2 separate regions of the Tachysurus fulvidraco genome follow, and region 2 is linked to region 1. The links are chromatin contacts, called in public Hi-C maps. All regions are on one chromosome and are shown on one strand. Each heading gives the region's core, a stretch centred on a gene start, on an enhancer-like site or on the middle of the called end of the contact. The rest is flanking DNA. Distances are from core to core; before and after follow the strand shown. Region 1 holds the start of pigg (GPI ethanolamine phosphate transferase 2). Region 2 holds the start of fnta (protein farnesyltransferase/geranylgeranyltransferase type-1 subunit alpha).

The links. A called contact is a pair of places that touch in the nucleus more often than the background predicts.
Region 2: a Hi-C map of muscle shows a contact between it and region 1, with 7 times the contacts expected there. The contact joins the promoter of fnta here to the promoter of pigg in region 1. A contact is called at or near these places in 2 of 4 Hi-C or Micro-C datasets (muscle and ovary).

The regions. Positions count from the first base shown.
Region 1 is chr17:14,870,918-14,873,577 of HZAU_PFXX_2.0, reverse strand. It overlaps pigg (GPI ethanolamine phosphate transferase 2), which reads right to left and starts at 1,339. Exons shown (of 13, transcript XM_047802273.1): 1 at 880-1,339; 2 at 547-752. The coding sequence starts at 1,033. It overlaps hmmr (hyaluronan mediated motility receptor), which reads left to right and starts at 1,695. Exons shown (of 20, transcript XM_047802274.1): 1 at 1,695-2,326. The coding sequence starts at 2,281.
Region 2 is chr17:15,052,595-15,055,254 of HZAU_PFXX_2.0, reverse strand. fnta (protein farnesyltransferase/geranylgeranyltransferase type-1 subunit alpha) reads left to right here and starts at 1,345. Exons shown (of 10, transcript XM_047802584.1): 1 at 1,345-1,562; 2 at 2,032-2,117; 3 at 2,240-2,354. The coding sequence starts at 1,429. LOC113635977 (LRP2-binding protein) reads right to left here and starts at 981. Exons shown (of 8, transcript XM_027135794.2): 1 at 496-981. The coding sequence starts at 625.

The DNA.
Region 1 (2,660 bases), core at 90-2,589:
GTTACATAAAAAAAAGACAGGGCTAAGGACTTGTAAGTAGTCCTAGCCACATAAAGTGCAACTGTGCAACTTGGTGCAAACAGTGCAGGACAAGACAGAAGACAGTGCAGGACAAAAGACAGTACATACAAAAAGTTACAAGACAATACAAAAAGTACAAAAATAAACAGTAAACAGAAACAGCGCCGACCATTGTGAATACTATATGTGAATACCGACTGTTCAAATAATATTTCGTGCAGTAATACTAGAATGAACAGTTTCTTAGCAGCAGGTACTTGAGATAATGTATAAAATTGTGCAAAGACAGCAAATGACTGAAATATTGGATAGTATGTGCAAAGTGACAGATATTATACAGTATGTGCAAAACGTTTGAAATGTTGAACAGTTTGTGCAAAAGAGCAGAAAGTGTGCAAAACAGCATGTAAACAGTTAATCCACCCCATTTAACACAAAGTATTATTAACAAATCATCTGACGTAACGATGTGCTTTGAAAAACAGTTACAAACAAATTTCTACACAGCCACATGCACAGACTCACCTTGATTCTAGGCATGGTGACAGTCGGAGGTCTGGCTTTAGCGATGAAGCTATGAGATGATCCACTCTCCGCTAGGTTCCTGGTGTAGGGCATGAACCTCTTCCCATTGGGCCCAAATACAAAGTCATCTCTTAAAGCATCTATTAACACAATGACTACTCTGTTGAATAATGGAGGAGGCACTTTGGTCGAATTTGGGCTACTTCCTGCAAAAGAAAGACAATATGCTGATGATATATATTACTGATCATCTCCAGAACATAAGAGCAAACTATGGTAACCAGGATCACATTAATATGAAAGTAACATCTCAGTAATGAAGCTCTTTCTTACCTACTACTGGTTCTGCTGGCAGGTCTGATAATTTGCTCTTTGATGATAAAGACGACTTGATTGGAACTGGAAAAAACCCTCTCAAGAAAAGGACAATGCCGAGTAACTCAATAATGAGACAGAAGGCAGAGAACACTGATGAACTCAGCTTCATGTTGATAGATCGGGGTTATTGTTTGTTATTGTTTGTTATTGTTATTATTAGCAGTAGCACTAGTAGCATACAGCATATGACTCCACTACATATCTGACCTTAATCCCCAACCAGTTAACCAAAAACAATGTTCACGAGCATCACAATACTACACCTTGATTTTAAAGAGTCGATAAGTTGGCTGAGCAAACACACAGAACCCCGATCAGTATCTAATATCCAACAGCACACTCTTAATCAATGGACTTTTAAACGAGGTTGTATTTTGACACTTCCGTGTTTTGATTAAAGTCTCGCTACGGCAAGCGAGAAGTTCAAATCGCGTGACACACAAACAGAGAGACACGAGGAAAGCCAGAGGAGAGGCGAGACATCATCTGGCATTAATCTAGACTTTTCTGATTTGAAAACTTTCTGTCCTGCTACTAAAACTAAGCAAAACAGTGTATATTTGAATGTAACAAGTAGAATCCCCTTAGTTTATTCTTAAAGTCCAAATTAACAGGTTTGATTGCCCTTTGTTTACATGGGTTTCCTCTGAGTATGAATGGTGCCCTGCAATGCACCAGCGTCCTCTCCAGGGTGAAATCCCCTGCCTTCAGGATCTGCCACAACCCTGACCAGGATTTCTGTTGTTTTGGACATGAAATAATCCATAATACAGTAGTTTTGGAAATATAAACTTTATTGAGCTGTTGTAAGAAATCAGAAATATCATGGATTCAATGTAATACAATATAATAATCGCATATCATTCATTTATAAACTGATTTTTTGATCAAAATATATAGTATAACATTAGCCATCATTTGCACTTATTCTTTAATTACTAAGAAGGATTGTTTTTGTGTGAAAGGATTTAATCAATCTTTTATGTGTTTACGATGGTCCTCGTTTAGAGTTTTCACTTTTTATTTATTTATTATTATTTTTAACATATATTTCCTTTCTATACTATGAATTCACTGTGTGCTCAATAACAAACACTATATTTACAAGGTTACATGCTTTCTTATGGGCGGGCCTACGTACGATGACGAAAGTTCTTTCTGATTGGACAGTCTTTGTTTTCGTCACGGGTTGAGAGATTCTTATTGGTCTATTTGGTCTCTATTGCTTTGATTGGTTACAGAAGGAGTTTCAAAAATTCAGCGGGAGTTGTGGAAGTTGTTTGAATTACTGACAATATTTCCATTTCCCCTTTTTTTCATTGTTAGCTTTTTAATTAGGTTTTCTCTCTAGGAATCATGTCGTTTTCAAGGGCTCCGTTGAAAAGATTTAATGAACACATTGGTAAGTATGATCACAAAATCCGGTGCTCTGTGTGCTGAATAAAGCGCGTCTATAATAATAATTATAATATCCTGATTAAATGCGAGTGAGATTATAAATACTAGTAAATTATATTGAATGTGACGTCAGTGAAGCGAGCACGCGCACGTCAGACATTTCTGAGTTTTGTATTGATGCTAAATTTAAAAACTAACGACTAAGCAGCTAGTTAACGTTGAACCAGAAATAAACAGACTATTATAACTATCATTAGCTACATAAACCTATTTTAAGTAATAGGACACGTTTAACTCTTGTTGTCCTAGCATAACAACTAGCCTAACGTCAACAATAG
Region 2 (2,660 bases), core at 96-2,595, 180 kb before region 1:
TACTCATCACGTATCCAGCTCATCATGTAACCAGCTCAACCCATCATGTACTCATCACTTACCCATCACATACTCATCATGTACCCATCTCATCACATACTCATGTACTCATCACGTACTTATGTACCCATCATGTACTCATCACGTACTTATGTACCCATCACGTACTCATCACGTACCCATCACATAGTCATCATGTACCCATCTCATCACGTACTCCCCATGTACTCATCACGTACTTATGTACCCATCACGTTCTCATCACGTACCCATCATGTACCCATCACACAGATATTTTTCATTTATTCAGTGACTTTAATTATATTAAAGAAGAACTGTAATTGTATTACAAATGATTAAATTCACGTTGTTTTACACGGAATAATTACCATGTCAGCTCTTTCAGCACGTAATAATTAACCAAATTAATCATTGTAAATTTTAATGCGCTTGGAATAGAACCAATCAGGAAACTAATGTTGTGCTCAAGGCTACCTGAATTCCCGGCGGATTTGAACGCTGCATGGTTCTCATAAACACTGAGAACAGCGTTGAACACTTTGTCTGTTCTGATTTTCTGCAGTTTATCGGTCTTGTGAGGAGTCTGGTCGGAGTAATCCATCATTCTTTCTGTTCCTTAATGTTAACAAAGTAACAGAGACATTGACCACGCAGACGAACGTGAATGCACTTTATCAGATGCATTTACTCTGGAGTTTAGTAACTGAACCCTGAGTACAACCGTCTCCTTAACGACCAGTGCTTTGTGACGTAAACTGATTTATATGCTACATTCAGTGGTTGTTAAAGATTAATAACGTTTAAGATTTTAAAGACCGAGTCGCACAGTCTGATTATATTTCCCCCAAAGCTGAAGCTCTTGTTTTTAGCCTTTGGTACAAAACAATAAATAGTTTCATTACAAACACTTTTTAGCAGGTTTTCCCCAACGTAATTTACACTGCACTCCAGCTCTACACATTATTATTATTATTATTATTATTATTATTATTATTATTATTATTATTATTATTATTATTAGTGGTATTATTATTATTATTATTATTATTATTATTATTATTATTATTATTATTAATGGTATTATTATTATTATTTTATTTTTATTATTTTATTTTTATTTATATTTTATTGTTGTTGTTGTTGTTGTTGTTGATTTAGAGAAATACTGAGTCTTAAATGTTCAGGCTGCAATAAATATTATGTAATAAATTAAAATAAATGTATTTTATTTTATTTTATTTGCTTTATCGACATACATAAGTAACTTTCTATTAAAAGTCTCCTGCATCTTAACGTCGGAACAGAACACTTTTATTTTGACACGTCCTCGTCTTCGACAGTCTGTCAAACTCCCTTCTCCTCTCATCATTCCGTTAAGACGAGCTAGCTAGTTCACTTTCATTACAAATGGCATCAGTTGAGGAAATGTCTAACGCTGTGTCCGATGCCTTAGAGGAAGTAAACGCAAACTATGACTATGTGGAAGAAGAATTAAATATGGATCTGGAAGAGCCTCTGAGCGGCGGATATGTGTTTTATAGGTAAATACTGCAGCTTCGTGGCTAGTTTGCTAACTTGCTAATTAGCATAGCCGGCTACTGTAGCTTTTGTGTTCACTTACAGCTTTAGGTAGTTAAACTACTAAACTCACTGGTTACTGTGGTATCTGGGAGAACTTTAGGTATGAGACCATCATATTGGGGCTTCAGGAAAGGTCTTTAGAGCGGTTTTTGGAACAGGAAATGCTACTTAAGCCGGTTATTTACAGCCTGTCTCACTGTACACTATGATGCTTGTTATTTCTAGGCTGTTTTCATCCCTATGCAATTGTTCTGCTACTTTCTTAAGCATCTCTCCTGGTGTGTATTTGGAGTAGTAATTCAGAACCCGTGAACTTTCTGCAACCCTGATAGACCTGATCATATTACATTCATATTACATATTTAAAGTACAAGCTTTTAAACGAAGCTTCTTTGTTTTGTTTTGTTTTGTTTTGTTTTCTTTGAAAAGGGACAGGAAAGATTGGGCAGATCTGGAGCCTGTTCCTCAGGATGATGGGCCAAACCCTGTGGTAAAAATAGCATATTCAGACAGATGTGAGTGAATTTAGCTTGTATACACACACACACACACACACACACACACTCTTTCTCTCTCTCTCTCTCTTTAGTAAACAAAACATACAGTATTTAAATGTGGTGACTTTGTGTCTTTACAGTTACAGATGTGTTTGATTACTTCAGAGCCTTGCTGAAGAATGATGAGAAGAGTGAGAGAGCGTTCGCGCTCACTGCTGAAGCCATTGAACTTAACGCTGCAAACTACACAGTATGGTGAGTTTAGTAAAGTTTTGTGGAAGTATTAGGATATACAAGCGTTGTTGTGACATTGTTTAGATGAACATACCTCGTTTGTGTGTGTTTAGAATGTAAAATAGAGGTGTAACGATACAGACTTCAATTCGGTTCGAATCTCGAAATGATTAGAAGAAGATTTTAATGCACATTTTATTTCTGAGTTATAAACTTTGTACGGTGTGTTTTTTATATATATATATATATATATATATATATATATATATATATATATATATATATATATGAAAATAAGTATTTTTAATATCTATGAGCAGATGTTTA